Linked DNA regions of Mus musculus: region 2 is linked to region 1. A link is a contact called in public promoter capture Hi-C data. All regions are on one chromosome and are shown on one strand. The core of a region is the stretch at or near the end of the contact, and the rest is flanking DNA. Distances in the headings are between cores, read along the strand shown.

Region 1 (4,302 bases), core at 1,163-3,662:
CTGGGTTTGATTCTTAGTATCCACATGATGGCTCATAATCATTTGTAACTTTAATCCCAGGCATCTGGTGCCCTCTTCTGGTCTATGAAAGTACTGTACACACACATGAGGCATATGTAGTATGCAGGCCAAACACCTGTCTTAGCATGTTATTGCTGTAAAAAGACACCATGACCAAGGCAACTCTTATAAAAGAAAACATTGGGGTTGGGAGCCTGGCTTACAGTTTCAGAGGTTTAGTCTATTATGGCGGGAGGCATGGCAGCACGCAGGCAGGCATGGTGCTGGAGGAGCTGAGAGTTCTGGTTTGGTTGGAAAGCAGCCAGGAGGAGACTGTCTTCTGCACTGGGCAGAGCCTGAGCATAGGAGGTCTCAAAGCCCACCTACACAGTGACACACTTCCTACAACAAGGCCACACCTCCTATTAGAGCCTTTCCCTAAAGCTAAGCATTGAAATACATGAATCTCCAGGGCCCAAAACTATTCAAATCACCACACACCCATACACATACCTAGGACTGGGCTTCTAGGTTGATGCACTGGTAACATCTGAAAACAAGGTCTTGTCTGATTGGCTTCGTGGATCATTGTCCGGGGCACTCAGAGCCAGGAGAGACCTTCTGAAAGGCTCAACTCTCATCCTGTTGCCGATACACATGAAAATAAATCTTAAAAATGTAAATAAATATATATAAATTGAGAAAAAAACTTGACTAGTATGCAAGAGGCCCTAAGTTTTTTTTTTTACCATCATCCCATAAACTGGGCATGGTGGTACACACCTGTAATCCCAGCAGTCTGGAAAGTGGTCATTGTGGGCAGGCGACATTTTCAGAAAAGCAACCGTTTGCTTGCTTTGTATGGTGGCATACACCTATGTGTGTGGGGGGCTGAGGCAGGAGAATCGTGAGGGTAATTTGGGCTACTTAGTGTCCAGACTCTATTTTAGAATGCCAAAATAAAGTAAGGCATGTGTCATAGTTAGGGTGTCTATTGCTATGAAGAGACACCATGACCACGACAACTCTTATAAAGGAAAGCGTTTAATTGGGGCTGGCTTACAGTTTCAGAGGTTCAATCTGTTATCATCATGACAGGAAACGTGGAGGTATGTAGGCAGACATGGTGCTGAAGAGGTAAGTTGTACATCTAGGTTGGCAGGCAGCAGGGAGAGAGAGACTGGGCCTGGCTTGATTATTTGACACTTCGATGTCCCCCCTCTACCCCCTACACACGTCCTCCAAAAAGACTATACCTACTCCAACAAAAACACAGCTCCTAATAATGCCAGTCCCTATGAGCCTACGGAGGCCATTTTTATTCAAACTACCACCCCGTGTGCTGTGTCTATGAACTGATGCTGAGAGTGTATGCCTGCACCACCGTGCTGGGCATATTCTGTGCTGGCGATAGAACTCAGGGCTTCATGTATCCTAGATGGGCACTGTACCAACTAAGCCACATCCCTAGCCCCATGGCCTTGAGGTTTCTCCCCCTTGTGTTTTTGTTGGTGGCGGTGGTGTTGGTGGTGGTTGGTTGGTTGTTTTTATAGTAGATACACAGCGTCTCTACTACGTAGCTTTGGCTGGTCTGGAATTTGCTATGAAGATCAGGCTGGCTTTAAACTCATAGAGATTCACCTGCCTCTGCCTCCCAAATGCTGGGATGAAAGGCTTGTGCCACCACATTGGGCCTGTGCACTTACATTTTAATAATTTACTTTTATTTATATGTGTTGGTGTTTTGCCTGCTTTGCACATGTGTGTGTGAGGGTGTCAGATCTTGAAGTTACAGACAGTTGTGAGCTGTTGTAATATGTGTTGTAATGTGAGTTGTAATGTGGGTGCTGGGAATTGAATCCAAGTCCTCTGGAAGAGCAGTCAGTATTCTTTTTTTGGGGGGGGGGTGGAGGTTTTTTTGTTTTAGCTTTTGTTTTTCGAGACAGGGTTTCTCTGTATAGCTCTGCTCTGTATAGCTCTGCTGTCCTGGAACTCACTTTGTAGACCAGGCTGACCTCAGAACTCAGAAATCCGCCTGCCTCTGCCTCCCAAGTGCTAGGATTAAAGGTGTGTGCCACCACGCCCGGCTCAGTCAGTATTCTTAAATGCTGACCATCTAACTCTTCCGTCTTGTACTTAAGATTTTAAAATTACTGTTGTTACAGTTATTTTTGAGACAGGATCCCCGCCCCCCCCCCCACGCGGTCCAGCTGGCTTCAAACTTGCATGCACCACTATGATCAGACAAATTATTGGTAGGCCTGCTGCAGCCTCTGTCAACTTATTTGCTAAGAGAGGGAGCCAAAAGCTGGAGGATGGGGCTCACACTGAACTAAGGAGTGCACGCTCGAACCTGTGCGCGTTTTCACAGTGCCCGCCAGGGGGCGCCCGAGGCTGGCGCGGGCTAGGACAGGGGGCCTGGGGCCCGCCCTGCTCGCCGCTCCTAGCGCACGCGGCCCCACCCGTCTCACTCCACTGCGGACAGGACAGAGCTCGGGCTGCTTGCTCTGCGCTCCCCAGATCCCTGGTGAGTGCTCCCCAAATCCCACCTCTCACCCTCGCTCCCCTCTGTAACAGTCTGTGCACTCTCCGTCCCAGTCGCTCCCAATTCCCACACTCCAGGACTACCCCCACCCCTCCTCAAATCTTCCCTCAACCTCCTCAGATCTCCCCAGCCTCTCTTTAGTACTCCGTATAGCCCCCTCCCCCTCCCCCTCCCCCAGTTCTCCCAGTCCCTACCCAGCCTTCATCTTTGAAGACTCCCCCTTTGAAGTGGCCTTCTACCCTCCACACCCATCTCTGCTCCCCTTGGTCCGTCTTGCCACCCAAGAGCCTTCTCTTGCCTCTCGAAGTGCATAGACTCTTCAGCCACCCCTTTTTGAGATGCCCCTCAGCTGCCTCCCTGCCTGGGACATTTCCAGGGTTCCCTCTCTTCATCTATGTCACAGGTTCTTCCGTCCGTTATTTCTCCCACCCCTCCAATCCATTTTCTTTCCACTCTTCCCTTTTCCTTTAAGTCACAATGATTTTATATTTTGATTTGCAACGTTTGGGGTTTTGTTTGTTTGTTTTGATATTTAAATTGTCCCATCTTTGAGTCAGATATGGTGGCACACTCCTTGAACCCCAAGATGTAGAAAGCAGAGGCAGGCAGATCTCAGTCTAAGGCTAACCTGGGCTACATAGGTCCAGGTCAGTCAGAGCTACATAGTGAGAATGTAGGGGGCGGGGATGTCGGAGAGGAAGCTGGTGGTGGAGAGTTCACTGAGAGTCAGAACTGGCTGCTCTTCCAGAGGTAGAGGTAGAGGATGGTCCCGAACTTCTAATCTTGTGTCTGCCTGCCTAGTGCTGAGATTACAGATATGCACTCTGCCCTACATGGTAGCTCAAAACCATCTGTTACTTCAGTCCAGGGGAATCCAAAATTCTTTTCTGGCCCCCAAGGGGCCATGAACATGGAACACAGGCATACATAAAGACACATAAAATATTTTTAATAAAAGAAAAAAAAAAGGAAAAATTGTCTCATCTTTGGCTAAGGAGAGCCATTTCAGGCTGAGTGCTGGGTGGCCTTTGAGCTGACTCAGACTGGCTTGTTCCTTCCTAACCTCCAAGCCCCAGGCCCAGCCCCAGCCCCAGCCCCAGCCCCAGCCACAGCCACAGCCACAGCCACAGCCACAGCCCCAGCCACAGCCACAGCCACAGCCACAGCCACAGCCACAGCCACAGCCACAGCCACAGCCACAGCCACAGCCACAGCTCTGGGACAGCTGCTCTTCTAAGGAGCCCTCCATTCTTTCTGTGAGGAATGACAGTTAGAGACTCCAATCTGACCAAAAGCTGGCTCTTCAAAGTCACTAAAATAAGCGTCTACCTATGGAGCAAGGGGAGAGACTATTACTGACAGCCAGGAGATGCATCAACCCAGACACCACAGGCTCGTGAAGGCATTGAGGCACTACAGAGAGCACGGTCTGGCTTTAGGGGTGCTCACTACTGCAAGGTTGGTGACAACTTTCCCCCTAAGCTTTGAGGCCTAACATGGGAGCCCAGCTGGAGTGCTTTCCAGCTCGATGAACCCGTGCAAGCTACTGATGCCTTCCTGAGGCTCAGTTTCCTCCGTGAAACAGTGTGGGTAAGGTTGAGGAATAGCTGGGTTTGTAGAGTGCTTGCCTAGCCTGCTTGAAGCCTGAGGTTCTAGCCCCCAACTCAGGATAAAAGTCAGCATGCCAGTGCACATCTGTAAGCTCAGAGCTAGGGAGGTAGAGACAAGAAGACCAGAAGGTCAAGATTATCCTCTGT
Region 2 (4,521 bases), core at 724-3,223, 1.0 Mb before region 1:
ACTATCTACAAGCTCTGCCTTCTGGTTAGCAGCAGCCTCTGCTATTGGACTAGCTGCAGCCTCTGCTCTTGGATCAGCTGCAGCCTCTGCCCTTGGACTAGCTGCAGCCTCTGCCCTGGGACTAGCAACAGCCTCTGCCCTGAGACTAGCTGCAGCCTCAGTCCTTGGACTAGCTGCAGCCTCTGCCCTTGGACTAGCTGCAGCCTCTGCTCTTGGATCAGCTACAGCCTCTGCCCTTGGACTAGCTGCAGCCTCTGCTCTTGGACTAGCAACAGCCTCTACTCTTGGATCAGCTGCAGTCTCTGCCCTTGGACTAGCTGCAGCCTCTGCCCTTGGACTAGCTAGAGGCTCTGCCCTCTGGTTAGCTGCAGCCTCTGCCCCCTGGTTCTCTGCAGCCTCTGGGTGCTCCTCAGCTGGCATGCCTGTTCCCTGAGCGAAGGGTGGCACCTGCTCCTTCCTGCATCGTCTCAGGGAAACCCACTTGATCTTGGGCTTCCAGCGTCTAGTACCCAGCATCTGGTCACTCCGGTCTCCTGTGTTTCTGGAGCTATCATCGTCCGAGCTGGCTTGGCTGTGTCTCATTTCTCCAGCCCTCTCAGCTGCTGTGGAGGCCTGCTGGGTCTGGCCCACCTCGGAGCCTGATCTGGGTGCCCAGCCCTTCACCCTCTGTTTCAGCTTCCCCCAGGACACCTGGCTAACATACTCCCTCCATCTGTCGGCCTTGGATGGCTGGGGCCCCAGGTTGTTCTCAAACATGGGCACTGGAAGATTGACTCGGCGTCGTGGAGGAGGCGCGCTGGGCTTCTCCCCACGGCGGAGGAAGGCCTCCACCAGCTCCTGATCATCCTCACTCTCCACATCGCTGCCCAGGAATTTGCTGCCCAAGTAACTGACCGGCATTTTGCGCACCTTCCTGGTCCTCCCGGAGGAGCTCCTGTTGCCTTTGACTTTGGAGGTATCGAAGTCACTCAACTCACTGTCGCTGCCATTGCTGCTGTCATAGGTACCTACAACCAGCCGAAGTGGAGGAGTGACCATCTGCGGGACTCTCCTCACTCTCAGCTCCTTGGTTCTTTTGCGGGGTTGGGGTGGGTGTGGAGTGCTCTTTTCGATGATACGGGCCACATCTTCCAGGGTGCGGCCCTCCTCCTGCAAAAACTGGATTAGCCGCTCCCGAAACTCAGCTTCCTTCGTTGCAGGCTTGGAGATGACTCTCCACACGCCCCCAGCCAGGCGGACCTCCCGGGGGATGAGCAGATAGTCAACATCCTCCCCAATCTGCAGCATCCCCACCGTGGAGTCCTCTTCTTTGCGGAACACCTTTCCGATTTTCTTAAAGGTGCCCACAGGCCTTAAGGCCTCCACTAACACGTCCAGATCGACATCTTTGCAGACGTCGGGGACACTCCAGAGGATCAGGCAATCGGGAGACGGAAGGAAGCCCCAGGGGAACCATCCCCCTACGTGGCTTTTTTCGAGAGTCTTTAAGATCTCCAGCGTGGACGCTCGAGTGGGGGCAAAAAGCCCAGACACTTGGCTGCTAGTCTTGGGGAGGGGGCGGTGGACAGTCCTAGCAACTCTGCTCGCACAGAGTGTCTCCTCCCTACAATTTTCTCTTCAGGAAACAAGTCCAAGTTGGCTTCCCCAACCCCCTCGGAGTTGTAGCAAGCAGTTTTCCAGGATGCTTACATGAACTGAAGCACGCTCATTCCCGAGGCTCAAAGTTCAGTCCAAACTGGAATCGCCAGTGTCCCGGCTCCAAGTTGGGGTCCCACGAGCTCCGATCGCTTCTCCCTTGCCCCAGACACCAGGATATAGCTGAAAGTTCTTGGGAGGACTCTGCAGACAAAGACGGCTCAGCGTGGCCTTTCAATATGGCGAGGTGCTTAAAGGCCTCCGCCCAGCCCCGAGGAGGGTCTCCCGCCCCCAGGCAGTCTGCCACCCGCTCCAAACTGACCTTGCGCTCAGTCTGTGGTGGAGCTGAGAGCCGCAGGAAGTTTCTGGGCGCCCTCCCCTCCTGGGTGAGGCCCACCTTCTCCTTCTCATCTTACACTCTAAGCCTGGGAAGACTGGCAGCGGGGCTGTCCACTCCCCTTCAGGGCAGCCTCCCTCTCCTCCCCCACAGAGGTGTGGCTGCCCCCCAGAGCCTCAATGGGGCCAGGGCTTCCCTTAGCTGCAGCCAAAACCCACGTCATCATCCTTCCCAAAAGGCAACGGGTCCCCCAACCTGCCATCCTAGACGTGCAAGCCCAAAAGGTGCGAGTGCTGATGGCTCAAATCCTTTGAAGGCTATTGCAATTATGAACGTGCGTTTAAAATTAAGGGGATGGGACTAGAGGTGGCTCAATGGTTAGGAGCATGGGCTACCTTTATGTAAGACCTGGGTTTGACTCCCAGAACCAATACGATGGCTCAAAACCCTGTTTATTTCCAGTTCCAGGGGATCCAATACCCTCTTCTGATCTCTGTGAGCACTGCATATACGTGGTACACACACACACACACACACACACACACACACACACACACACACACACACAGAGAGAGAGAGAGAGAAGACATTCATGCACACAAAAAGGGGCACACAAGATAACCCAATGGGTAAAAACATTTCCCCAAAGCCTGAATTCAATCCCAGAACCCACATAAAACCAATTCTACAAAGTTATTGTTCAATCTCCACATGTGCACCCCTATACACAGATTGTACATATATTAATTCACACACGATAAACACGGGTTTTGTTTGTTTGTTTGTTTGTTTGTTTGTTTTTCGAGACAGGGTTTCTCTGTGTAGCCTTGGCTGTCCTAGAACTCACTTTGTAGACCAGGCTGGCCTCGAACTCAGAGATCCACCTGCCTCTGCCTCCCAAGTGCTGGGATTAAAGGCGTGCGCCACCATGCCCAGCCCGATAAACACGTTTTTAAAGTAAAATATTTTCTTGGAGTTGGAGAAATGGCTCCATGGTTAAAAGCACAGGCTGCTCTTTCAGAGGACCTGGGTTCAATTCCCAGCACCCACATAATGCTCATAAATGTCTGTAACCCCACCTCTAGGGGATTTAACACCCCCCCCCCACTGATATACATCAAAACACCAAAGCACATAAAATAAATATATTTTTTAAATAAAAAATTTTCTTAAAAATAAAAAAACCTTTAAGATCACAGAGATGTTGTACCCTCAGTTCTTAGTTTATGTATCCCACGTGGCCTCAAACTTTCAGGGATCCTCCTGCCTCAGCCTCTGTCTACTAGGCTTTACGTAGGCCACTATTATCAGGCTTAAGCAACAACAACAACGGCCAGGTAAGGAAGTGACTTTAATATCAATATAAGAACATATATCAGGCATGGGATGCACACTTGTGATCGCAGTAATTGAAGGCAGGGGGATGAGGAGGGTAAGGTCACTCGCAACTTCAGAGAGCTCACACCAGCCTGAGCTACAAGAGACCCAGGGGCTGGAGAGGTGTCTCTGTGATTAAGAGCGCTTGCTGCTCTTATAGAGGATTCGGTTCCCAGCACCCACGTAGTGGCTTACAGTCACCCAGAACTCCAGTTGATGGGGATCTGATACCTTCTAACCTTCACAAGAAGCATGCCTGCAAAGGTTACGCAAGCGAGAGCGCGCGTGCGTGAGCGCACACACACAATCATAAAAAAAAAAAATTAAAGTAAGATAAACATTTGTGATTTTATTTAACCCAGAAAAACCTTGGAGGCAGATCATGAGCAATGAGGAAAAGGGAAAGGGGACGGAGAAAAAGAAGGTGCAGGAGAGGATTTTTCAGGTTCAGGTTTGGAGTCGGGGTGGGGTGCTTTGTTTGGGTCCTGTCCTGGCTTCAACGTCCCCATTGGGGGTAGGAGGGAGGACGCTTTTGCTGGCTCTGCTTAGGTGAACTTTCCTCCTCTTCACGACATGGAATTCTAGCTGCTCAGCCCAAGGCCTTGAACGTGACTAGTGGTCTCCAAGGCAACAAGGGGCCCTGGCTGAGCTTAGGGGAGAAGCTGGGAACTTCCACACAGCAGGCACAGAGGCAGCCCCTCCTCTGGCCCCTCCAGCCTTCCTTAGGCCTCTTCCCCAAAGCAGAGGTGCTTTGAAGAGAAGCCAAGACACCCCTACCACACCCCGCAAGGGCTTTTAAAAGTGGTGGCGTGTGAATTCTAAGTCTTGAGGTTGGGGATTTAGCTCTGTGGGGGAGCATTTGTCTAGCAAGCATTGGGTGGGGGTTATAAAGAACCCTAAATCATGGGGCTGGAGATGATCCTGGAGAGTTCAAGCGCTTCCTGCTCTTTGACGAGGACCAAGTTCAGCTCCCACATGGTGGCTCTCACAAGCATCTGTAACTCCAGGTCCAGGGGATCCCGTGCCTCTTTTTGACCTCCAGGGGAACCCGGCAGACACATGGTACACATGCATACATACAGGTAAAATAGGTCTAATTTTAAAATCTTCTTAACCTGGTTCTAATCGTGTGATCCAGGCTTCTCTGGAGGCCGAGACAGGAAGATCAAAAG

The links. Capture Hi-C pulls out chosen DNA fragments and counts their contacts.
Region 2: a promoter capture Hi-C map of pancreatic islet shows a contact between it and region 1. The contact joins the promoter of Ccdc8 here to the promoter of Ehd2 in region 1. A contact is called at or near these places in 1 of 39 promoter capture datasets (liver) and 1 of 9 other capture datasets (pancreatic islet).

What each region holds. Positions count from the first base shown.
Region 1 is chr7:15,965,645-15,969,946 of GRCm38.p6, reverse strand. Ehd2 (EH-domain containing 2) reads left to right here and starts at 2,412. Exons shown (of 6, transcript NM_153068.3): 1 at 2,412-2,527.
Region 2 is chr7:16,991,354-16,995,874 of GRCm38.p6, reverse strand. It overlaps Ccdc8 (coiled-coil domain containing 8), which reads right to left and starts at 1,973. Exons shown (of 1, transcript NM_001101535.2): 1 at 1-1,973. The coding sequence starts at 1,287.